Linked DNA regions of Sus scrofa: regions 1, 3 and 4 are each linked to region 2. A link is a contact called in public HiChIP or PLAC-seq and promoter capture Hi-C data. All regions are on one chromosome and are shown on one strand. Each heading gives the region's core, a stretch centred on a gene start, on an enhancer-like site or on the middle of the called end of the contact. The rest is flanking DNA. Distances are from core to core; before and after follow the strand shown. Region 1 holds the start of ELL (RNA polymerase II elongation factor ELL). Region 2 holds the start of UPF1 (regulator of nonsense transcripts 1). Region 3 holds the start of ISYNA1 (a long non-coding RNA gene). Region 4 holds the start of SSBP4 (single-stranded DNA-binding protein 4).

The links. Promoter capture Hi-C pulls out the DNA fragments that hold promoters and counts their contacts. HiChIP or PLAC-seq counts read pairs in DNA pulled down with a chosen protein or histone mark.
Region 1: a promoter capture Hi-C map of liver shows a contact between it and region 2, with 3 times the contacts expected there. The contact joins the promoter of ELL here to the promoter of UPF1 in region 2. A contact is called at or near these places in 2 of 5 promoter capture datasets (fetal liver and liver), 2 of 47 Hi-C or Micro-C datasets (embryonic fibroblasts and epiblast stem cells) and 1 of 2 datasets of contacts at active chromatin or transcription factors (alveolar macrophages).
Region 3: a contact with region 2 is called in an H3K27ac HiChIP or PLAC-seq map of alveolar macrophages. The contact joins the promoter of ISYNA1 here to the promoter of UPF1 in region 2. A contact is called at or near these places in 2 of 47 Hi-C or Micro-C datasets (omental adipose tissue and retroperitoneal adipose tissue) and 2 of 2 datasets of contacts at active chromatin or transcription factors (alveolar macrophages and skeletal muscle).
Region 4: a promoter capture Hi-C map of fetal liver shows a contact between it and region 2, with 4 times the contacts expected there. The contact joins the promoter of SSBP4 here to the promoter of UPF1 in region 2. A contact is called at or near these places in 1 of 5 promoter capture datasets (fetal liver) and 2 of 2 datasets of contacts at active chromatin or transcription factors (alveolar macrophages and skeletal muscle).

Annotation. Positions count from the first base shown.
Region 1 is chr2:59,275,585-59,281,339 of Sscrofa11.1, forward strand. It overlaps ELL (RNA polymerase II elongation factor ELL), which reads left to right and starts at 1,580. Exons shown (of 13, transcript XM_021083507.1): 1 at 1,580-1,758. The coding sequence starts at 1,624.
Region 2 is chr2:59,008,472-59,014,841 of Sscrofa11.1, forward strand. UPF1 (regulator of nonsense transcripts 1) reads right to left here and starts at 5,075. Exons shown (of 24, transcript XM_021083471.1): 1 at 4,535-5,075. The coding sequence starts at 4,756.
Region 3 is chr2:59,362,020-59,368,636 of Sscrofa11.1, forward strand. It overlaps ISYNA1 (a long non-coding RNA gene), which reads left to right and starts at 1,653. Exons shown (of 11, transcript XR_002341592.1): 1 at 1,653-1,800; 2 at 1,907-2,035; 3 at 2,182-2,343; 4 at 2,695-2,827; 5 at 2,920-3,113; 6 at 3,331-3,480; 7 at 3,562-3,777; 8 at 3,888-4,052; 9 at 4,145-4,258; 10 at 4,333-4,550; 11 at 4,678-4,984. SSBP4 (single-stranded DNA-binding protein 4) reads right to left here. Exons shown (of 17, transcript XM_021083516.1): 15 at 6,252-6,280; 16 at 5,877-6,099; 17 at 5,233-5,592. The coding sequence ends at 5,459.
Region 4 is chr2:59,380,052-59,386,501 of Sscrofa11.1, forward strand. It overlaps SSBP4 (single-stranded DNA-binding protein 4), which reads right to left and starts at 4,486. Exons shown (of 17, transcript XM_021083516.1): 1 at 4,143-4,486. The coding sequence starts at 4,201.

The DNA.
Region 1 (5,755 bases), core at 330-2,829, 260 kb after region 2:
AATTAGGAACACTGCAATATAGAAAGGGACCCAGGTAGCAGAGGCAGGAAAAAATGTAGTCGGGAGGGCTCTGGGTCAGAAAGATCCAAGTTCAAAGTTTCAGGCAGGCCATTCACTGGCAGGGTGTATACCCCTGCTGTCTCATTCCTTTGATTCTGTTTCTCCATTTGTAAACGGAGATATTAATGACAGGCATGGGAAAAAGTTGCAAGGAATCTAGCATTGCCTTTAGGATCAGCCTTTAGGTTCATGGTCAAGGGGTAAATAGATGGCAGTGCCGGCCTGGTAGTGATAGGCAGAGCTAACAAGATCATCTGGGTAGAAACACATAGAAAGTCCCTGAATTCACCTTCCTCCCTTGCCTCACTTCATCCTATGACCACTGTCTGTAATTAGATTAAAATGAGAAGGAGTCCCTGCTATTGTGCAACAGGATCTGCGGTGTCTCTGCAGTGCCAGGATGCAGGTTTGAGCCCTGGCCTGGCACAGTAGGTAAAAGATCTGGAGTTGCTGCAGCTGAGGCTTAGGTCTGGATTGAGGCTTGGATCTGATCCCTGGCCCAGGGAACTCTATATGCCACGGGGCAGCCAAAAAAGGAAAAAAGAGAAATGTCCATAGATACAGAAAGTAGGTTAGTGGTTACTAGGGCCTGGGAAGGGGGAATGAGGAGTGACTACTTTGTGGGTGTGGGTTTTTCCTTTAGGGGTGATGAAAACGTTCTGGAACTAGATGGTGGTAGTGGCTGCACAGCATTGTGGATGTATTAAATGCCACAGAATTGTACACATTAACTAACTTCATGATAGGTGAAATTTTTTTTTTTAATGGGTGAGCAGGACAATCACCATCTCTCAGGGCTCTGGGGGGTGTAGGATTTTATTCTAAGTCTACCCTTAGCACAACACTGTAAATTAACTATATTTTAATTTAAAAAGAAATCTACTGTTACCATGAGCAAAGTTAATCTGACCCCCAATCATCCAACAGCCCCAGGCCCACCTTAGGGGAACCCTATTAGCCCAACCCAGCGTCCAACGCGCGCTCAGTTTACATAGCCACGCCCATCCAGCAGCGGATCCCTCCCCCCACGTGCTTTGCGCGGGCCCCGCCCCCTCCCACGCCCTCAATGCGGCTCCTCGCTGAAGCCAAAGACGGAAGACTTGGAGAGACCTCATAAATAATACATCACGTCATTGGCTGGTGGGGCGGTGCTTCGACTTGCCTGGCTGAGTCAAGATCATGAATAATACACACTGAGGCGGGGCTTGAAGGAGCGCGCGTGTCGAGGCGGAGTCCGGGCGCGGAAGTGGACACCTCTAGGGTCTTGAGAGGTTAGGGATGGGGGGAGTCCATCCACGCCTTACGAAAATGCAGGAAGTCGGGGCGGTAACTATGGGATTCCCTGGGCCCACATGATGCGTGGCCAGCCGCATCTCATGAATAGTGCAGCACGTCAGCGGGCGGTACCGCGGCGTCTGTGGTTCTAGGGGGGTTCCGGCGAGGGCGTGGCCAGCCGCGTCTTATGAATAATGCAGCACGTCAGCGGGCAGCAGGGTGGGGCGTGGCCGGCGCACCGCCCGCACTGGAGCCGGGAAGGGGGGGCGGGGGAGCGATGGTCGCAAGATGGCGGCGCTGAAGGAGGCTCGGAGCTACGGGCTGTCGTGCGGGCGAGTGAGCGACGGTAGCAAGGTGTCCGTGTTCCACGTGAAGCTCACCGACAGTGCTCTGAGGGCCTTCGAGAATTACCGCGTCTGCCAGGTGAGCGGTGCAGGCGGTGCGGCCGTCGGGGACATCGGGACGCAGGTCGGCCTCGCGCTCCTCTCGCCACGGCGTCCTAGCCTGGGGGCGCGGGGTCCGGCTTCTTAGGTGCTGCTTGTGAGTTCCTGGGCCAGCGGGGCGCGGGGTAGGCGCCTGTCCGGCTCGGAGCGCAGGGAACCTCGGCGCCGGGAGGAGAACCTGGCGGGTGGCCCGGGGCGGCCATGGGGCCCGAACTCTCGCTCCTGGTCTGGGGATAGGGGGTCTGTCCGGCGCCTTTCTCGGCCCATCCGGCACCTGAGCAGGAACTGGTCTTTTCACCTGTTCAGGGGAAGGGGTGGAGGCCCCGCTGTCCGAGCTCGGAGGTGGGGGTTTGGGGCTTCTTTGGCTCCTTTGCGGGATGGCCGGTAGGGATGACTGCCTGCACTCCCGAGGAGCAGCTTTTCCGTCTTGGTCACTGGTAGGGTGGGTCAGTGGGGCACCGCTGTCGGAGCACCTGTGGGGTTTTGTTCCGTTTGTATGGGGAGGTTGTGTCTGCACTTGGGGGCTGTCTTTGATGCTTTCCAATGAGGCCCCTGGAGTTGGGTTCACTTTTCGTTCCTGGGAAAGGAAATTTGGGCAAAACCTGTCAACTCGCCTCCAACTCCCCAGGTGACCAGGTCTCACTGGACACCTTTAGAGAGTAGGAGTGTTTTGAGAAGAAGAGGCTGTGATTGTGGAGGGGGGGATTGCTGGTATGGTGCCTTTAGAAGATTGGGAGCCTGTGGTGGGCACCTGGGAGGGAGCTCTGGCCACCGCACCTGGCTCCTGACTCACAAACTTCTCAGGGGCTGATTTGGGTCCATCTGGCTAAGTTCAAGGCGTTTCAGTTCTGCCACCTGGCGGGGGGTGGGGGGGGTTGGGGAGAGGCTTCTGTGTACCTTCTTTCAGGCCTGACTGTAGGGTACATCTGGGGCCCTGGTCAGAAACTGCTTCTTCCCATTTCTGTTTGTGTCATGGCGCCCTCCTCCTGTGTTGGGACAGAAGTTGCAGGTGCCCAGTGGTCAGGTCCTGAGGGGAAGTGGTTTGGGAGCCCTTTTACCTCCTCACTGGGAAAGTAGGGGCTTCATCGTGGCTAGGGGGAGCAAGGGGTCTGGTGTCAGGTTCAGGAAGGCCCCGCCCTCTGAGAGAAAGAGAAAGAAGAGAGAGAGAGAGAGAGTGAGAGGAGAGAGAGAGAGAGAGAGAGAGAGAGAGAGAGTGTGTGTGTGTGTGTGTGTGTGTGGTGTGTGTGTGTGTGTGTGTGTGTTGTGTGTACTGGGGCTGGGGGGGGGCTCAGGGCGGGTGAGGAGAGAGACTAACTAGGAAGGAATGTGGCTTTCTTCCTGCCCTGGACTTGTTCGGCACCATTAGCTAAGCCGGGAATTTTTTCCCCTGTCTTGTTACCCGTGCCCACCCTTCCCTGGCTTCTTTCCACTTTTGGGGGCAATTTCCTTCCTGTTCTTGCGTCTCAGTTTTCTCTTCATAGAACAGGGACTTCATCTTTGTTGGAAGAGCAAATTCTCACCTTGTCAAAAGTGATTCCCCAAGGTGAGCCTGGGGTGCCACTGCAGGTGAGGAGGAGGGGGCATGGTGGCCAGCTTGAGCCTTCCTTGTGGAATTCCAGCCCGGTGACTTTTTCCCTGGGCAATTCCAACTTGTTCTGCAGGAAGGCGGGCTTTCCTAGAAACAGCTGGGGGAGAGCTGGTGAGTCATGTAAATAAGGTGAACTTGGTACCTGGTCACTGAGGGTTAGGAGCCCCGCCTTCCCTGCCATGCTGCCCTCCCTTGATCTACTCGTCAGGAAGGCCTGTCTCTGCATCCACCTCATGCTGTCACGCTGCTATTTTTAATTTAGGGTGTTGGTTACATCCCCTGAGCTGGATCTTCCTCCTGTGAGGGTGAAGGTATAACTGCAGACTCAAGTTTGTCCCATGCAGAGCCCAGCTGTGTACATTGGTGTTGATCAGCCAGATGAGGCTCCCTCTTAGAGCTTCTCCAAGCCATTTGTGTTAACTTGGCTGGGTGAGCTAAATTTTGGGGTTGACTTTGAGCTAAATTTTGGGGTTGACTCAAACTTTCATTTTTCTCAGAGGCTGACTGGTAATTTAAGTTACTTGGCAATTTCATATTTAATCTTACTCAATAGTGGACTGAGGTAAAATCAGGGCAGCTGGGCACACTCAGTGCTCTTGGGTGGTGGGTATGGGGAAGGTGACTTGAAGAATTTGTTTGTGTGACCAGAGAAGGATGATTGGTTGTTAACAAAGCTCTTTATGTGTGACTTGTGACTGTCAGTAGTGTCTGTCTAGAGTTTCCTATTCTCTAGTGCCATGGTTATATAGTTTGCCAGTGACAACTTGTGAAGAGGGTTTTTACTTTTACTTTTTTTTTTTTTTTTTTTTTTGCTTTTTAGGGCTGCACTTGTGGCATATGGAGGTTCCCAGGCCAGGGGTTGAATTGGAGCTGTACCTGCCAGCTTATGCCACAGCCACAGCAATGCGGGATCCGAGCTGCGTCTACAATGTACAGCACAGCTCAGGGCAACGCCAGGTCCTTAACCTACTGAGTGAAGCCAGGGATCGAACCTGCATCCTCGTGGATACTAGTCGGATTCATTTCTGCTGCACCACAATGGCAACTCCTACTTTTAGTTTTTTTTTTGGATTTTTGCCTTTTTTAGGGCTGCTCCCACGGCATATGGAGGTTCCCAGGTTAGGGGTCCAATTGGAGCTGTAGCCACTGGCCTACGCCAGAGCCACAGCAATGCGGGGTCCGAGCTGCGTCTGCAACCTACACCAGAACTCACAGCAACGCTAGATCCTTAACCCACTGAGCAAGGCCAGGGATCGAACCTGCAACCTCATCGTTCCTAGTCGGGTTCGTTAACCACTGAGCAACGACGGAAACTTCTACTTTTACTTTTTATAGTTGCCTCTAGAACAATGGGTTTGAACTGCCTGGGTCCACATATACATGGATTTTTTTCACTAAATATGTGTCACGGTGTATGGGACTCACAGTTGGTTGAATCTGCAGATGCAGAATTTGGGATATGGAGGGCCAACTGTCAAGTGTATTCGTGATTTTTTTCGACTGCTTGGGTGGGGGTTGGTGCCTCTAACTCCCCTGTTGCTGGAGGGTAATCTGTAATTACAAAGAGGTTTTTACAGATTAAGATATGGCAGGGTACTGGAGAGGAGCTTCCTTCAAAACTTCCTCTGTGGCTCCCAGGAGCCTTGTAATCCTAGCTGTTGGAGTAGCCCAAGTAGAAGTCCCTGACAGCTACCCTTTCCAGAGGGGTCTGTGTTTTGAGCTGCCTTTGTACAGACCTAGTGACCAGCTTGGAATGAAATGGAAGGTAAAGATGTAGTAATACGTGCAGCTGCCACTGTCCAGACTTGGGCTTCGTGTGGTCTCAAGTGAGTCCCAAAGCAGCTGCTCCCGTGGATCTGCGTGTTCACTGTGATGAGTTACTTCGGGAAAGAAGAGAGAGGAAGTGTGAACACAACCCATCTTTCTGATATAGCATCATGTGCCTATTCAGGGATGCGTCCCTGACACTGACTCTGAGGAAGTAACCTTCCTTGGGACACTTGCCTCAACCACCTGGATATTTCATGATTGGATTTGGTGGGCTCTGTTGCTGAGTGACAGTCTCCTCTCATTGATTATAAGGTCCTGAAGAGAGAGGAGCGTTTTGTTGTTGTTCAGGAAAATTTGAGGGCCCAGGGAGGGGCCCAAGAAACCTGGGGATGGGAGCCTATCTGGGTTTGAATCTTGACTCTGCCTTCATGAGGCCTTGGGCCAGTGCCTGACTTTCCTAGGCCGGATCCTCCTCCTCAGGTGGTGAGATCCAGTTGCCTCTTTGTATCCTTCTCTTTAGGATTTTAAGTGTCCCAGTACCTGACTTCTCTCACTCCTAATCCTTTTGCTCTCAGGGTTGTGGGTATCCCAGTGTCTGACCCCTCCCACCTCCAGATCC
Region 2 (6,370 bases), core at 3,825-6,324:
ACCAAGATTAGCACGACAAATACAGAAGAGGAAAGGAAAGGTGGCATATAAGAGAAATCAGATAGTAAGTGACTATCCTGATGGTTGCAGAGTCCAGGAAATTTACTTTAAAAAAAAACAAAACAACAAACCACACACTCAGAACTGAACACAAAAACAAGAACTCTCTGGTACAACATCATATCTCAGTAAAGCTGTTAGAAAGATATCTCTTTTTTGATTATGGGAGCTAGACTGATTGAACTTTGTTCTTCTGTTAATATTGGTATGGTATTAGTGTTAACTTTTCCCCCATCATGCCAAATCTGGGTAAAGAAATTAACTTCGTAAATACAATTAGAAGTTATTTCACTTATTCTGCACTAACCGACATGGAACTCCCTTTCTCTTAATCACTAGGAGAGTCTTAAACATTTGGAGCCAAACCCCAGAAATCCAATTTAAAAAAAGGGCTAGCTGAACACTTGCCAGAGCTCCAATGAAGTTAGCAGCATCTTATCTCTTAATTTTCTTAAAGCAGTACTTATGCCACAGCTGTACTAACTGAGTGTTCACAAAACCAAAAGAAAAGGCCCACTCAAATTTTAAACTCACCATTTTTAGGAACTCCAGGACTGTATGGAACTCATTCCTTATCACAAGGTAAGGGTCAGGAAGCAGAAGATGATCTGTTTACCTCGATAGTCAAGGATATGTCAGAAGAGCCTTCCATGAATTCTGAAGCAGCCAGGTTCTGAAGACTAGGTAGCAACCTTTTTACAACCTTATAAATTGACACACGTCAATGTATGTAAACACCCGTGAATCCATCGATCAAGATAATGAACACATCTATCACCCCCAGTCTCTTCCCGCTTTTCTCATTCCTCCCTCCTTTCTTCCCCTCCCCACAACCACTGATGTGCTTTTTAAAACCAAACAGGTCACCTCAGCACTTTCTAGAGTTTTATATCAAAAGAATCATAGAGTACATACTCTTTTTATTTTGAGTGCATCTTTCATTCAGTGTATTTTGTTTTTGTTTTTGTTTTTTGTCTTTTTTGCTATTTCTTTGGGCCGCTCCTACGGCATATGGAGGTTCCCAGGCTAGGGGTCAAATCGGAGCTGTAGCCACCAGCCTAAGCCAGAGCCACAGCAACACAGGATCCGAGCTGCGTCTGCAACCTACACCACAGCTCACAGCAACGCCGGATCGTTAACCCACTGAGCAAGGGCAGGGATCGAACCCGCGACCTCATGGTTCCTAGTTGGATTCGTTAACCACTGCGCCACGATGGGAACTTCCATTCAGTGTATTTTGGAATGTATCCATGTTGCTGTGTGTATCAATGGCATGTTCCTTTTTTTGTTTGGTAGTGTTCTCAACTCTTAAGATTTTCACCATAATTCCAGTGTTTGGAGGAAATACAATAATAGCAACAATCAAGAATAAATATTCCAACTAGGCAGACCAGAAGGTTTGGAACACCATCTATTATGCAAAGGACTTCTGAAATTACCTTTCCCTGCCCTTTGAGGGGTAGGGGAAGGGGCTACAAAAGGGTCAAAGGCTCAAAAGATAACTGCCCCTTTATTTTAAGGACACTTGGCAAGGCCATGTCAGTGCTTTTTATCCCAGGATCTCAAGGGCTTTGATAAATATCAATTTCATTTCATAAACAAGAAAACAAATGCTATTTGAGCCAATGCAGAACTCAGCAGGCATCAGCTTGGCCTGCCATTCTCCCACCCATCCTGGCCATGACACACATGTGTTACCTAAACAAACTTTCAGGTAAAACCAACTGTGCAAAACTGGCAGTCAAGACATATCAAAAGTGGCTACACATTGGAAAACAGTCTGGCAGGCCCTGAAAACCACATGCAGTTGTTTCCAGACCACCCAGTAGTTTCACTGAAGGCTTACACCCACACAGAAACTTGTACACAGATGTTCACAGCTGCATTCTTCATAACAGCTAAAAATGGAAACAATCCAAATGTCCACCAACAGGTAAGAGGATAAACAAAATGTGGTCTGTCCATCTATGGAATATTACTCAGTCATCGAAAGGAATGGAGCACATGCAACATGAATGAACCTTGAAAACAGGCTCAATGAAAGAACCAAAGACCACATACTGTATGATTCCACTTATATGGAATCATACCGAGGAGATAAATCCAGAGAGAAAAAACAGCGGTTGCTTGGAATTGGAGAAGGGAGGACTGACAGACTAAGCGATGTGGGATTTCTTTTTACAGTGATGCAAATGTCATAAAATCAACTGTGGTGGTGGCTGTGCAACTCTGAATGTACTAAAACCACTGAACTGCTCACTTTGAATGGGTGAAGTATATGGTACATGAACTCTATCTCAATAAAGCTGTGAAATGAAAGTGGATGCATAGCATGTGACAATTCACAGCCACTCAGCCAGTAAGATAAAATCAAAAGGCACTCAGAATAGAAGCCCCATCATACAGCTGGTTACACAGACAAGTCTGAAGACAAATAAGGAAAATCTTCCCAAATGTTGTAGGCAGCCAATGCCTCCAACTGGCACAGGAGATACTCAATTTTTTTCCACTTTCTGGTTCTATTCAGACTCTCCTGCCCCCAAATCCAAAGCTTCCTCTTGTGACTCCAAGGATATTACTCCCCAAAATACAAATCCAAAGTTAGGCTACAGAGTTAAAGTAAGGAAGGACAAACCGTTTTGATGTCATCAGAATTCAAATGAGTTCAACTATAATGTTTCCCTCCAGTGGAGTGTTTTAATGCTCTTATTTAGTACAGTTCAATGGTCAGGTGCAGGAAAAGTAATCAATTATTGCAACTAAAAGAGGACACGCCCCCACAATTAACCGAAAACAGAAACCAAGGACCAAAACTACAACTTGGAGCTGCCCAGGTTTGCTGTTTTATAGGCTACAGTTTAAAAAGGATTTGCAATAAAACAATTACCTTTCACAACCCTGAGCTACCATAGGTCATGACACACTGCTCAACCAAGAGATTTTTATCCTCAGCTTCCCGGACATGGTGGACGCAAATTATAGACAACACTATCAGGTCTATCCGTTCATACAGAAGTCCAATTTCACATATGTCTAAAGGTAACCAAATAAGAGCTGTTACCCCCATTTTAAAGTTGTGGGAACAAATCTACAAGGTATGAAACTACAAGTGTTATCAAGAGTCTCTGGTGGCTCATTCATGTCTCCATGCAAACTTTCCCCTCTAACTTCCCCCATCATATGTAAACAAAACTGAAAAAACATACATACATGCACACCTGTTCTCCCTGATGCCCCCACCCATCAAGCATCTATTTTTAAGGAATCTGAGGTTAGAATGAGTCAAATGTTTTTTGCTTCTATTAGGGGCTAAGAGAAAGTCCAAGTGGGTGGTCTACCCATGGGAGTGACTCAACCAACTACAATGTAAGCCCCCTTCCCCAGGACAGGGTCTAAGCTCACTCTGGCTGAGGACAGGTTGGCTCCCCAAGATCTGACGGTGGGTCCTCATGTCAAGGGACACCTGCAACAAGGCAAGCCCTATATCTCCTCCACGGCTGAGAATTCAGGAAAATAAAATCAAAGGAGGTACCAGGCAAAGAAATGGAATCTGAGATTCAGAAGATGATGGCTACATTCCCAAGTGAGCCCAGTTCAAGACCACAGCCAGCCCCCTTGCCCACCCTAGGGCAGGGCCCCAGATCCAGGAAGTGTATGCCCAATACTTCTCATAACACAAACCCAAATTTAAAATAGTCTTCACATCATTAAGAACAAAAGTCTCTGACGTGGCAGACCAATTTAAGTAAAACCCACCACTATTACCCCGTTGGAGGAACAAACTCAAACCCAACTTTTCCAAGGCAGGGCTGCGGAGTTACGTAACAGGTCGGTTTCAGCAACAGGCAATGCCAGAAAGAAAAACAAAACGCAAACTGCCTCCTGAATAATCTTAAAAGCCAACGAGTATGGGGTTCACGACTGGAGGCAAAAGTTCCGTTTCTGCTGGGGGAGCCTCGACCCTCCTCTCACCAGCGTCCCTGAGCCCAGGGAAATCTGAATCCGCCGCTCAGTGGGCATAAGAGGGGTAAGGGAGAGTGCTCTGAAGGTTCCGACCACAGGTAAGGGGGTGGGGCAGGGCGGTCGGATCAGCCAGAGGAGGGGACCGGAGCAGATCACCGACCCAGCTGGAGAACTCGGGGACAGGTCATCCCCGACTTGGCCAAAGACAGACCCGGAAGGGGACTTGGGACAGATCGCGTAAGACCTAGCCTGAACGAGATCCTGAAATCACCCGGACGCAACCAGAGCAGGACTTGAGGTAGGTTTGCCTGGATCCGGCTGGAGAGCGGGAGCCGGGGCAGGTTACTCCGGGGACGTCCTGAATGGGAGAGACCCCGCCAGGTTACTCCAGGCCCGACTGGAGTTTGAAACACGAGCACATCAGCCTCTGCCCCGATGGAGGGGGAGCCAGGGCAGGTTCCCGGCCGCCGAGGCCTGGCCCCATCTTCCGGCGCCGCCATGTGCCGCTCACCTGAGCGTCGAGCTGTCCGGCGGCCGCGCCCGGCCCCGCGCCGACCGGGGCCCCAGCGCCTCCACCTCCAGGACCACCGGGGGGCGTCTGCGTCTGGCTGGGGAGGGTGAAGTCGGTAAACTCGAACTCGGAGCCCTGCGTGTCGGCGCCGAGGAGCTCGGCCTCCTCGGTATCCAGGAAGGTGAGCGTCTGAGAGCTGGGCCCGTACGCCTCCACGCTCATGGTGCCGCCGCGTAGGGCCCTCAGGCCGGCTCCGCGCCGCACTCGAGCCCGCCGCTGCGCTGAGGCCTAGGCCGCAGGTCTTGGGCAGCCGCCGCCGCCGCCGCCGCCGCCGCCGCCGCGCCCGCGCTCCTGGACAAGATCAAAACGCCCGCCGCGGTGCGAACCGGGTCGAGAGCCACGCGCGCCGAGCCGCCGCCTCTGCCGCTGAGCCCCTCAGTACCACCGCTTCCTTCGGAGCCGCCCGCCCTCGCAGCCCCCGGCAGGAACCGCCGCCGCCGCCGTGCGCGTGCGCGAGCCCGACGCCGCCGCAGGTGCGCGTGCGCGAGCCCGACGCCGGCGCAGACGAACGCGCTCCTCGAGGACGCCTCCTACCGCGCCCGGACTCCCGGAGCTGAGTGGGCCGACAGAACGCGCAGCGCGCAAGCGCGGGAGGCGGGGCTTCCAACCGTCTTCCCGACGGCGGCTCGAGAAGCTAGTCTCGCTCCAACCGCTCCTCCGTGGCGCCTGGGCAGCGGATGGTGTAGATGTGGTGGTCCTTGCCCTTAGGGGCGGCGACAATGTCTTGGGTTAATTGACCGCCAACTGAATACCTTACACAGGTGGAACCCAGCTGGGGAAGCTTGTCGAGGACGGTGCGGTGCGTCCCCATCTTTTAGAGAATCTTCCTGGGCCTGTTTCCTCACCTTTAAAATGGGGATGCCTGGCACATAGTAGCTGCTCAGTGTGCATTTGTTGAATAAATTAGTGGGGACAGCCCTTAGCACAGCACATAGCACGCAGAAATGGTGGTTGCAGCAGTTCTGTACAATTATAATATTATTCAGAGGCAGTATATAACAAAGCACTTGGGAGCACTTGCTCAGGTTTGAAATCCAGACCTGGCCACCTACTGGCTGTGTGACTTTGTGCAAATGATTTCACGTCTCAGCCTAGGATTTCCTCCGCTGGGAAAGGGAAATAATAACCATTAAGATGGGCTGAGGGGAGTGCCGGTAGTGGCTCAGTGGAAACAAATCTGACTAGGAATAATGAGGATGCAAGTTTGATCCCTGGCCTCCTCAGTGGGTTAAGGATCTGGCATTGCTGTGAGCTGTGGCCTAGGCTGCAGACATGGCTTGAATCTGGAGTTGCTGTGGCTGCAGCAAAGGCCAGCAGCCGTAGCTCCAATTTGACCAATAGCCTGGGAACCTCCATATGCCGCCACTTCGGCCCTGATCTGAGGAATGTCTGTGACCCATACCACAGCTGATGGCAATTCCAGATCCTTAACCCACTGAGCGAGGCCAGGAATGGAACCCACATCCTCATGGATGCTAGATTGGGTTTCTTAACCACTGAGCCATGATGGGAGGTCCCTCTCGGAGTTTTAAATGCATGCCCTACCCTGCCTTTGATCTAGCAATTCCACTTCTAAGGATATCCTCTTATTTCCTACATATACTCACATTCGCAAAATGGCACTGTGGGAGTTCCTGTCGTGGCGCAGTGGAAACTAATCTGACTAGGAACTATGAGGTTGTGGGTCCGATCCCTGGCCTCACTCAGTGGTTAAGGATCCATCGTTGCCATGAGCTGTGGTGTAGGTCTCAAACGAGGCTCAGATCCCGCGTTGCT
Region 3 (6,617 bases), core at 403-2,902, 350 kb after region 2:
CCTCCCCCAGGCTGCCCTGTGAATGCTGGGGTTCTTCAGGGCTGGGTCTTTGGGGACCTTTCTGTACACATTCCTGTGATGTCACACATGGCCTGGAGGCACAAGCTCCCTCCAATTCTCCAGCACCAACTGGACATCCAACAGTTCCATTCCCATGTCAGGCATCTGGCCCCACAGGTTGAGGGACTCAGCCCTCACTTCAGATGCCAGCCTCAAGTCCCTGGCCACTCATATGTCTGACCAAACAACCCTCTGTAAATCCATCCCTTTCAGCCCCCTCAGAGGTTTAGTGATTTGCTAGAATGGCCCGAGGTGCTCAGGGAAGCACTTGAAGTAAATGCAGAGGGCAGGGTGTGGGGAATGGCGCGGGGCTGCCACAACTTCTCCCAGAACCTCCATGGGTTCACCAGAACCTCACTGTTAAGGGTTGTTACAGAGGTAATGGAACCTAATGGATTGTAGGTATGATTGAATAAATCACCGGCCATTGGCAACTGAACTCAATCTCCAGCCAGGAACAGGGGGACAAAACCCAAATATTTATTATACTGTCTTTCCTGTCCCCAGCCCTGAAGGTCTACCCTGGTCCCCAGACTGCCTCCTTCCCCCTTGCGCTCAGTCCCTTTTCATCTGCCCCTGAAACCACGCCCCCAGGTTTTTGCCTGGGCAGTCCTTCACATTTTTGATGTCTTCAGATCTCAAGATCCCTCACCGCGCCACATCCTCCAGGCAGTCTGCCCTGCCCAGCGCTGCCTGTTAGGTCCCTCTGGCTGGGAGTGACCCAGTCCACTTCTGACTCCCCCTCACTGGAGCCCCTGGAGGGCAAAACCTGGACCGGTTTTAGAACCCCCACCTTCCAAGGCCAGGCCCTGACCAAGTTTCCTGCAAATGTTCCCAACTATCCACCTTTTGGGTCAGCTCCAGTGGTGGAAACTTTCCAGCCGGAGGAGGCCGCTTGTTTTGGAAAGTTCCTGGGGGAGCCGCCCCCGCCCGCCTGCCGGGTTCCCACGCTCCTTTATCGCTGTGCTCTTAGGGGGGCTTAGTGCTGTGCTGGCCTAGCTCCTCCCCAGCGGGCCGCCTCTGCTCTGCCCATCCCATCCCCTCCCCTCCTCTCCCCTCCCCTCCTCTCGCCAACAGTCTCTCCCCCGCCCCCACTCCAGCCTGGCCCAATCAAGCCCTCCTGCTACAGGTGGGGAAACTGAGGACTCGCAGCCACCACCCCATCCACGTGAACCCTGTGGCGGGGGTGGGGGTGGGGGGTTGATATCTGGAGGGTGCTGCTGTTCTGGAAGGGGTAGGGGGAGGAGGCAGCCTGGGCTGGAGGAGCGTCTGGCTTCGAAGTCTTAATCCCGGTTTAGTGTCTCGTGCCTCGGTTTCTCCAGATAACCCCGCAGAGGCCCAGCCTCCTTGCCTGGCTCCACCTCCTGCCTTGTGGCTGGGGCCTGCGCTCACTTACATCCATATGATTCTCTTTTGTAATATGAGGGGAAGCTGCCGCCGGCTCAACCCGCGATGCGAAGTGAATCACGCGCGCCGAGCTCGGGCCGGGGGTCTGCGGCCCATATGATTGTCCGGCCGCGCAGGACAGTTTAGGGGACCAGATTAACACGGGGGCTCGGGGCAGAAGGGCCTCGAACCCGAATCCAAGGCCTGTGTGCACCGTCCAGGCCGCGAGCGCCCCTCCTCCGCGGCGTGGGCGGAGCGAGGGGGCGGAGCGGGGTGGAGCCACCGCTCTTTTCTCTCGAGTTCGCGCGCCCCGAGCCCTAGCCGTCCGCTGCAGTTCCAGCCGACTCTGCGCCGGTAAGTGCGGCCCCGGGAGGGGTGCAGACTCCCCAGGGACCGAAGTCGGCTTGGCCCAGCCAACTCTCGGGTCCCCGCTGACTTCCTGCCCACCCCGCGCCCCCAGCTCACCACGATGGAGGCCGCAACCGAGTTCGTGGTGGAGAGCCCCGACGTGGTCTACAGCCCCGAGGCTATCGAGGCGAAGTACGAGTACAGGACGACGTGCGTCAGCCGCGAGGCTGGCGTCCTCAAAGTAGGCGAGGGACCGGGCTGGCCGTGAGGCTAGGGGGAACCAGGGAGCCGAGACCAAGCGGGAATTGCCCAACGTCTGCGATCTCCGCCCTGCGATGAGGGGGGAGGGGCCTGTGGTCCCCGACTCACCGCACCGCCTGTCCCCAGGTGCATCCCACGTCCACGCGCTTCACTTTCCGGACCGCCCGGCAGGTGCCCCGGCTGGGGGTCATGCTCGTCGGCTGGGGCGGGAACAACGGCTCCACGCTGACCGCTGCCGTGCTGGCCAACCGACTGCGCCTGTCCTGGCCTACGCGCACCGGCCGCAAGGTGGGGGAGTCGGGCGGCGCCTGGTAGAACCCAGGGCTCCGCTGGAATCCACGCAGAGGGGGAGGGGCTCTACGGAGGAGTGGGTCTTAAGGGGGCGGGGTTCCTCGCTGCGGGCGGACCCCGGGGCGGGGCTTCCACGGGGCGGGGCGGGCACTCCTCAGGGGGTCTTGTGGGGGCGGAGCCCAAGGTAGGGAGGACTTCGGGTTGGGACCTCCGGAGGGGAAGCAGCTCTTGCCTTGACTTGGAGCAGAGCTGAGGCGCCCGAAAGTAGGGCGGAGCTTGAGTGTGCCGACTCTTGGGCCTCCCCACGCCACGCCCACCCATCTCTCTGCCCTGTCTGCCGCTCCCCAGGAGGCCAACTACTACGGCTCGCTGACACAGGCTGGCACCGTTAGCCTAGGCCTGGACGCCGAGGGCCAGGAGGTGTTCGTGCCCTTCAGCGCGCTGCTGCCCATGGTGGCACCCGACGATCTCGTTTTCGACGGTGGGCGGGGCCCTGGGCCAGGGGTGGGGTGGGAGGCCGGGCCTGTGGGGGTCCAGGATCCCCGCCGAGCTTGAGGGTCCCCGCCCCCCCAGGCTGGGACATATCGTCGCTGAACCTGGCGGAGGCGATGAGGCGCGCGCAGGTACTAGATTGGGAGCTGCAGGAGCAACTGTGGCCGCACATGGAGGCCTTGCGCCCGCGGCCGTCGGTCTACATCCCGGAGTTCATCGCAGCTAACCAGAGTGCGCGCGCTGACAACCTCATCCCGGGCACGCGCGCGCAGCAGGTGCAGCCCCTCCCGGCGCCCCATATCCTCTGCCACTTGTTCTCCCTTGTCATTTGTCCTTTCCCCCACCCCCGCCACCTGTTCTCTTTTGTCCCCATGCTTCCATCCCGAGGGTCCAGGCCCCACTTTGCACTTGGGTAATTGAGTCGCCCAGGCCTCCACAGGTCGGGAGAACCTGTACAACCCTCCCCCTTCGCCCGCTCCCGCCCCCTGCCAGCTGGAGCAGATCCGCAGGGACATCCGTGACTTCCGGTCCAACGCTGGCCTGGACAAAGTCATTGTGCTGTGGACAGCGAACACAGAGCGCTTCTGCGAAGTGGTGCCTGGCCTCAATGACACTGCTGACAACCTGCTGCGCACCATCCAGGTAGGCACGCCCAGGGGTGGAATGGGGTCAGGGCTAGCTCCCAAGGACCCTTCTGTGCTGACTGCCTGTCTGTGCCCACAGCTGGGCCTGGAAGTGTCGCCCTCCACGCTCTTCGCCGTCGCCAGCATCTTGGAGGGGTGCGCCTTCCTCAACGGGTCCCCACAGAACACACTAGTGCCTGGTGCCCTCGAGCTCGCGTGGCAGCGCCGCGTCTTTGTGGGTGGAGACGACTTCAAGTCCGGCCAGACCAAGGTCAAGTCTGTGCTTGTGGACTTCCTTATCGGTTCTGGCTTAAAGGTGTGTGAGCCTGGCAGGGTGTTCCGCTCAGGATAGGGGTGCCTGGATCCCAGGCTGGGCTTGTGCCCTGCAAGGCCTGCAGCTACCGCGGGGTCTCCTTGTCCTCCCAGACCATGTCCATCGTGAGCTACAACCACCTGGGCAACAACGACGGGCAGAACCTGTCAGCGCCGCCACAGTTCCGCTCCAAAGAAGTGTCCAAGAGCAGTGTGGTGGATGACATGGTGCACAGCAACCCAGTGCTCTACAAGCAGGGCGAGGAGCCAGACCACTGCGTGCGTGGAGCACAGGCGCGGCAAGGGGTGGGGGGAACTCCCAACAGAGAATAGCAGGGGTCCGTGTGACCTCGTGCCATCCTCCTCCCCAGGTGGTCATCAAGTACGTGCCATACGTGGGCGACAGCAAGCGTGCCCTGGATGAGTACACATCGGAGCTGATGCTGGGCGGTACCAACACGCTGGTGCTGCACAACACGTGCGAGGTGCGGGACGCGAGGGGGCAGGAAGTGGGGCTGCTCACCAGCCCCGCCCACCTCCTGACCTGCTGGCTCTGCAGGACTCGCTCCTGGCCGCGCCCATCATGCTGGACCTGGCGCTGCTGACCGAACTCTGCCAGCGTGTGAGCTTTTGCACGGACGCCGACCCGGAGCCGCAGACCTTCCACCCGGTGCTGTCGCTGCTCAGCTTCCTCTTCAAGGCGCCGCTTGCACCGCCCGGCAGCCCCGTGGTCAACGCGCTCTTCCGCCAGCGCAGCTGCATCGAGAACATCCTCAGGTGTGTCCCGGCCTTGGGGGTCCCCATTCTTTGCCCACGTGTCCACTGTGGGGCTGTGCACAGGGCCTAGGGACTGCAGGGCACCTATCTCACGGTCTGGCCCCGCTGAACCCTGACCATCCCCCAGGGCCTGCCTGGGGCTCCCGCCGCAGAACCACATGCTTCTGGAGCACAAGATGGAGCGCCCTGGCCTCAAGCGTGTTGGGCTTGTGACTGCTGCTTGCTCCCTGCCTTGCAAGAAAGGACCAGCGCCCACCACCAATGGCTGTACTGGCGACGCCAATGGGCACCCGCAAGCTGAGGCACCCCAGATGCCCACCAGCTAAGGCCATGGCCACGCGGTTCTTCCTTAACTCCTGCCCCTGTTGCTCCTCGGGACCCAACCCTTTCTAGGCCCCTCAAAGACAATAAAACCAGTGCCTCTATATCAGCCACACCTGTGGATTCTTGGCGTCTGTGACCTAATCCTAACTGCCCCCAACTCCAGCCCCATCTTCCCATTTTTCACCAGGCAGACTCCTACCTGTCCTGGGAAACTGTTGTCCCAACCCTTAGGAGCTTTCCAGAACCACTGGAGGGGTGCCTCTGCCCAAGCACAACCCTACATGCCTGGGTTAGGACCCCAATGTGCAGGGTGCAGCCGTAAGCCAAAGTTAAGAAATCTGAGACCAGATACCAAAAACCAAAATCAAGTTATGTTTATTGGTGGGGCCCACTCCTGCTGTCCAGGGGAAAGGAGGTTCTCCAAGGAGCCCTCCCGGACAAAATAGAAATTGCGGGAAGGGCCCGTACAGGAAAGAACGTCTCTGAGGTCCTTGTGTTTTTCTATAAAATGAAATGAGTCCTTCGCGCGGGGCCTCCCAGCCATCCAAGCCTTGACCGGGAGTCCAGCTGCCCAAGGTGTGACCTCAGACCCTCACCCTGCAGACCACCCGAGCCCCTGGACCTTGGCCCCAGGGAGGGGCGCCGGGCAGAAGCCGAGGCCGGCAGTGGGCAAGGGGCTGCGGCCCCATCACACGCTCATGGTCATCCCGGGGGAGTACTGCGGAAAGACGAGGGGATGGCGCGCGGGGCCGGCTCAGTTCCGGCCTAGGCTGGGACCCGCCCCCACCCCCCGGGGGGAATGGGGAACAGGGCGGTGTAAACGTGGGGAGGAAGAGGTCAGAGGGCGATGCAAGGGCGGGTCGCCTTGGGCTCCCAGGGTGGGGGTGGGAGGGGGTGGGAGGGGGCGGGGCGGGGCGGTGAGATAGGGCAGGCCTGGGGAGTGGGGAAGGGGAGGGGGGAGGGGAGGGAAGGGAAGGGAAGGATGCCGCGGCCGCCCCCCACCTGGCCCGCCGCGGTCACGGTCTTGCTCTGGCCCCCCGGCCGCCCCGCCGGGGTCTGCCCGCCAGGCCCCTCCGGCCCGACGCCGCCGCGGGGGGGAGTCGACGCAGTCGCTTACGCTTTCGCTCGGGAACGGGTGCAGGAAGGTCCCGGCGGCCGCCATCTCACCGTCGTCCCGCGGGGTGCCCGGGGTGTTGCTCAGGCCGGCCACAGCGCCGGGGGAGCTCTGGGGGCGGCCGCGGTCAGCGGGGGACACCCCGTCCCGCGGGCCGGGGCCCGACCGCCGCGCGACCCAGCCCGGACCAGGCCTCTCCGCGCAGGCCCACCTCGCGGCCTGCCCCCTGCCCCCGGCCCCCCGCTGGAGCGCCGCCCCCTCACCTTCGGCAACCCGTCCAGATCGCCCGAGCCTGCGGACCAACAGACGGCGGACACGCGGCTCAGATGCGCCGGCGCCGCCCAGCCGGCTCGACCGAGCCGCTGCCCGAACTTTGCCCGCGGCCGCGCCCCCTCCCTCCGCCCAACCCACTAGGGCCCCCCTGGGGGTCCTGGGCCGAGGGTCCACATGGGATGGGAGAGATCAGTACCCGCGGTCGGGTGTTCCCATGGTTTAGTTACTCGACCCTTCCCCCAGCGCAGCCCAAGTCACTGGGCTGCCCAGTGTGTGCACACACGCAGAGCACACACGGCGGAGGAGGCCGAAGGAGGCCGCCAGGGGGCGCACGAGGCTCGCGAAGCAGCGGGGCG
Region 4 (6,450 bases), core at 3,236-5,735, 370 kb after region 2:
AGGAAGACATGCAAAGGGGACATGGGGGCTTTCATTTTTGTCATTTTTGTCCCCCGATTTAAGAAGACCTAAAACCGGAGTTCCCGTTGTGGCTCAGTGGTTAACAAATCCGACTAGGAACCATGAGGTTGTAGGTTCGATCCCTGACCTTGCTTAGTGGGTTAATGATCCGGCGTTGCCGTGAGCTGTGGTGTAGGCTGCAGATGTGTCTGGGATCCTGCATTGCTGTGGCTGTGACACAGGCCAGTAGCTACGGCTTGGATTCGATCCCTAGCCTGGAAACCTTTATATGCCCTAGAAAAGACAAAAAAAAAAAAAAAAAAAAAAAAAGAAGAAAAAAAGACCTAAAACCGATGACCAAATGCAGGTACTAGTTAGTTCTGGGGGTAAGTGCTCTTGGGGCTTCCCTTAGGATGACGTATTCAATATTTTGTTTGTCTTTTTACGGCTACACCTGCAACACATGAAGTTCCTGGGCCAGGGGTCAAATTGGAGCTGCAGCTACAGCCTACCTACAGCCATGGCAACACGAGATCTGAGCTGCAACTGCAACCCACCAATGCTTTTTAGCGATGCTAGATCCTTAACCCACTGAGTGAGGCCAGTGGCGGAACCTGCACCCTTACAGAGACAACGTTGGGTCCTTAACCTACGGAATCCCAATGGGAATTCCTTTTTTTAAAATGGGCCACTGACTGAACCTGAGCCACAGCCACAGCAACGCCAGATCCGAGCTGAGTCTGCGACCTACACCACAGCTCACGGCAACACTGGATCCTTAACCCACTGAGCAAGGCCAGGGATCGAACCCGCAACCTCATGGTTCCTAGTCGGATTCGTTAACCACTGTGCCACGACGGGAACTCCGGGAATTCCTTTTTTTTTAAGTGGGCCATACTGAATCTGAGCCACAGCCAAGGCAATGCCAGATCCTTTACCCACTGTGCTGGGCCAGGGATCAAACTCCCACCTCTCAGCAACCCGAGCTGCTACAGTCAGATTCTTAACCTGATGCGCCATAGCAGGAACTGTGGAGTGTTCATTATTTACAGAAGGAGAGGTTATGTTTTCCTACAGGCAGCCCACTCAGACCCCCAGCCTCCCTCTCCCACCCTGCCATCCCTTCATTGTACTCCTTGGACTCTGCAGTTACCACTGTTTGCTGTGAGCCTCCAAGGGCAGGGACCCAAAGTCCATGCACCTAGAAGGCACTAAGTCCATTTGGGGGACAAGCTGGCCCAAGTCTATAGTGTTTAGATGGGGAGCCAGAGGTGGCTCAGGACAGGGGCCCAAGAATGAAGGAGAGGAAGGGCAGGAGGAAGCAGGAAGATGAGATCGGGGAAGAAAAAATAGTCCCAGAGAGTCAAGGCCCTGGGCAGTGGAACCCACTCCACCCCATTTACCCCATTTCACAGAGGAGGAAACCAAGGCCCAGGGACAGGAAGTGGCTCGGGTGGTGGCTGCCTGTGAGGGGTGCTCTAACTGAAGCCTCTCACCCAGTCCTTGTGAGAATCCTGCAAGGCCCACATTTCAGATAAGGCAACTGAGGCTCAGAGCAACCAGCCCACCTCTTTGGTGTATCAGCCCCTATGCTTCTGAGAGCTCACCTGTGACCCAGAACCCTTGGCTTCAGCAGGTCCCTTCCTCTCCAGGACCCTGTCATCCCTGTCGGTGAAGTGGATGCCACCATCTGGTGCTTTCCAAACTTTCTTTAGCAGCAGAACCTCATCTCCAAGTCAATGCTTATACAAGAAATGGATGAGTGCAGGATGGCTCTGGCCAAAAATGATGGGGGAGAGGGGCCAAGAGCCAAGACCATGTTCAGAGAATCAAGATCTGGGAGTTTCCTAATGGCCTAGCTGTTAAGGATCTGGCATTGTCACTGCTGTGGCTCAGGTTCGATCCCTGGCCCAGGTACTTTCACAGGCTGCAGGCATGACCAAAAAAAAAAAAAAAAAAGAATCAAAATCTGGGAGTTCTTTGCTGGTCTAATGGTTCGGACTCAGTGCTTTCACCACCGCAGCCCAGGTTCAATCTCTGGTCTGGGAACTAAGATCCCACATCAAGCCACTGCATGCCATGGCCAAAAAAAACCCAAAAACCAAAAAACAAAAAAACCCCCAAAATCTTTCCTGAACTGTTCAGTGGGACTGAAATGCAACTCCAAACCCTACCACCCCAGCTCAAACCCATTTCCTCCACTCTGTCTCCATGACCACCACCTAAGCTGCCACCATTAGCTCTCTCCCAGTTAACTGTGCCTGCCTTTCCCAGGTCTCCTGGTCCTCTACCCCCACCAACCCCAAATAAGCCCTAGTCCACAAAAGAGCTGGAATGCACTTTCAAACACATGCCTCTCTGGCTCATACGGCACACCCCACCCCTGGACACCAGCCCTAGCTCTTTTGCCTGGCCTCACCCTAGGGACTCTGCACTTGCTGTGCCCTCAGCCATCAGCTCTTCCTCCAGGTCTCTGCACACCTGGCACCTCCCTCACACTTCACTACCTCCCACTTTGCTTTCTTCATAGCACATCCCAAGATCTTCACATCAGCTTGCTAAGTAACTCGCTTGCCTCCTAGCTAGGATGTGGGCTTCTTCAGGGCCAAGGTGTGCCTTTCCAACCACTATGCCCCAGGACCCAGCCCAGCACATGTCTGAACAAGTGAACAATTCCCACTGAGGGAGTGGTAGCCCCTAGATCCCAGCAGCCAGGGTAAAAGGATGGCTGCAGATGTGCCAGGATTCCCAGGAGTTGGGTATCCAGACATCCCCTGCTTCCAACCTCAAAAGAGCCAGGTGCCAGTTTCAAAAAGCCTTCCTGCTCGAAGGTGCCTGGAAATGGAGCCCACCTCATAACTGTGCAGATCGACAAGACAAGCCTAGAAAAGTACTCATCTACCTAGCATCTTTTGGCCAGAAGGCTCTTCTCCAAAATGACCCCAAGGCTGGGTAGAGAATGGACACTCATCCTTATGTGTGTATGTAGGAGTGGGGTGGGGCAGTGACCTCAATGTCAGCCCAGGCAGAAAAGGCAGAACAGGAAAGAGCCCATGTCCAAGGGGCTTCCTCACCACCCAGACATTCAAGTCCTTCTAGGATCTTGTGAATCAACCATTGGCCATCAGCCATGGCAAGCCTTCCCTTCTCTCTGGCACTTTAACAATACTGCAAAACCATTGGGTGCCCTTACTGTGAGGCAGTCGCAGCTCCAGCACCTTTCAAATGCTCCCCAAACCTAAGAGATGGCACTGCATTTATAAGGAAGGGAAAGTGAGCCTAGCAGGGGGTGCTCCCTCATCCAAAGCCACAAAACAGGTTAAGAGACAGTGTCAGAAGGCAAGGGAAGCACAGCAGCCCTGCTGCCTCCCCACCCCAAGAAGCTCTCATCACAGAGTCTGGAAATTAGCTACCTATCCTTCTAACAGCCTGAAAGCATCTGCTACCCACAGCCCAGCCCAGCCCCAGAACAAGTGGCAGGCCCCAGGACTGTGAGCCTTGCAGCTTCCTCAGGGCCCCATCCAGCCGCCCCAAGCCCGCTTGGACAGGTGGCCTTGCAGGCCCTTCTATCATCTCTCAAGCTTTTCCCAAGGAGCAGAAGTACCAGAGTAAGCAGTGTCCCCTACCTGGGAAACTTCCTGGGAGGATGGAGGAAGCTACACAAACTGTGACTCCATGCACTCACATATGCAACCTTGCACACCCAAGTCTCGACCGTCGGGGAGGTCTCGCGACCCTCTAGTCACTCTAGGATCTCGCGCGCCCCCTCAAATCTCGCACCCTCGAGTCTCGCGCGCCCCCGCAAATCTCGCACCCCTCGGGTCTCCTGCGCCCCTACTACTCTTTCAACCTCTCGAGTCTCGCGCGTCCCCTCAAATCTCGCGACCCCTTAAATCCCTCATGACCCTTTGGGTTTTGAGCGCTCCCACGTATCTCGCGCCTCCTTGAGCCCCCTCGGGTCTCGCGCACCCGCTCAAATCTCGCGGCCCTTCGAGCGTGCTCTGGCCCCGCACGCCCTGCACCCCGCACCCACGTGCCCAACGCAGTGCCCAACGCAGTGCCCGCTGGCGGTGGGGCCCACGGAAGCGGCGCGGCCACTGAGCCCCGCCCCCGGCTCCCGAGGTCCCGGCCCACTGACTCACTTCTCGCGTGCCTGGCTGTCGGAGGGCACGGCCGAGCCCTTGCCCCCCTTGGCGTACATCCTGCTCCGTGCCGCCGCCGCCGCGCTGGGGCCCCACACCTGTCAGGCGGCGCCGCGGGCCGCGCTCCCGGTCGCCATAGCTACCCCGCGTCCCGGGCCTCACCACCCCGAGCCCCGCGCGGGCATCGCGGGCATCGTCCGCGCGGGGGAGCTCCAAACGGCCGAGACGGCAGCGGCGGCGGCAGCTCCAGCTTTGGCTCTGACCACGGGTTTTATTTTCTTCCTCTCTTCCCTCAGCGCGGGCTGTTCCGGGAAGCGCGCGCCCCCTCCTCCCGCCGCGCGCGCCCCCGCCCGCCGCCTCCCCGTCGCTCGCGGGCGCCGCTCTTAAAGGGGCGATGGCAGGAGCGCGGGTGGGTCCCGCCGCCAGGACCGTGGGCCGGGCGCGCAAGCGCAGTGCCCGCCGCGGGGGGAGGGGGCGCGGGCTGCTCACGCTCAGGGCATGAGTGGGGACACCACTTCTGGGGCACACAGCGGGACACAGCTGATCATGGCTACACACACATTGTCCAAATAGAACCAGCCACCCAAATTGTACACCTAAGAACACAAGCCCACACTTAATTGCGATAGCATTCTCCGACACAAGACTCCACACGTAAGTCCGCATAACTACTGGAATAACTACTGATAGACCTATAAAGCTACAGGCAGTCACACTGGATGTATCACCCCGCAGCACAGGTGGGGACCGCCATACACAGTCTGCCCAGAGACACGCAGGTATACACAGCTTAAATAGTTGCTGTTACAGAACACTGAAACAGACCACGCGCACCTCGGCACACACCTGCATAGACACGCATTTGGAACCGCTATGGCACATCTTCCAACAGCTGTGGAATGAGCCCAAGCAGCTACTTGCTGTCACCCTGGGGCACCCTGTTGCAGCCTCTGGAGGGCTCCACACAGGGGCCTGGGCTGTCACTGAGCCACAGATAACTGTGTCACACAGTCACACGCAACGCACAGTCACACAACAGAGATGCTCGCAGCACAAAGACACCACACAGACAAGAAGCTCCTGGGGTGCCCAGGCCACACGCTGGGAGCCACTCTGCACAGCCCTACTGTCACACCTCGTGTCAATAGTCGGTGCTGGGTGACGGACTGGGTCACTCCCGCCTGCTCCGCCTCTCTGCCAGTGTTGCCAGCTGTTAATGGCATGAATCCCATTTGCCTGGGTGCAGGGAAAGGGTATTCCATTCTCTCTCCTGGGACCCTTCTTCTACCCCCAGGATATTTTCAGAGAAGGTGGAGGCAGACACTCAGGCAAGGAAGGACACCCGCAGGGCAAGGGGTGCTTGGGAGGGGTGGAGGCCTGTGCGCCAGGGGACCTGTGGGCTGCGTGCGTGGGCTGGGTGAGGAGAGGCGGTCCAAGGTCCAACTGTGACTCTAGGTCTGGATGCTTCTGGGAATATTTGCCATAGGTATTCTTTTTTTTGCTACGTGCAACCAGTGTGTGTGTAGACATGCGGATCCTGTGTGAGTGCACGTGTGCATCGCTGTGTGTGGGAGGATTGGCAAGTACCCAGTCGCTGGCGGGGCAACTGTCCCTGGCTCTGCGACGGTGGCTGCGTGTCCGCGGCGGTTTTGGGGGGCCAAGTGACGCCACGTCACATTTTGTGCACTAGGTTGGATTGCTGCCTCCCTGGGACCTCTGTTGTGTGGTTGTGCGCTCAGATTTCCCATGTTGTGTGTTTGTGTGTGCGCGCGCGCGCGCGCGCGAGCCTTGATCGGAACGCCCTTCCCGCTGCCCTACGACCCCCATTATGCTTCCCTCTTAGAACCGCCCCCAATGGCCTCCCTCCGACCCAAGGCTTCTGGCGGGCGGGAAGTCCTGAACCGCTGGGGTTCCAGACGGACGAGGAGGAAGGGAAGGGCAGGGCCAGGCGGTCGTCAGCCCCGCCTCCATCCTGAGGGGCCCCGGCCGGGGTTGGGGGGGACGCCAGCCCTTCCCACTTCCTGTCCAGCCGGTCGTCCCCTCCCCCAGCTTCCTCTCCCGCGGGCCTCCTAGGCCCCAGGCCGGCGCGGAGGAGGGGCCCTCTCTGCGTTTTAATGGGGCGCGGCAGACTTGATTCTGTCGGGCGTCGAGCTGGCGACTGCCCAATGTCCCCGGGGCCGCCAGGGGATGTGGACATCAAGGACACCCTCATCGTAATGCCCACCAGTGCCCATCACCGCTCTTCAGCCAGGCACACAGAGGGTGTGACTCACCCAGGTCACACAGTGTATTGGTGACAGCTGTGACT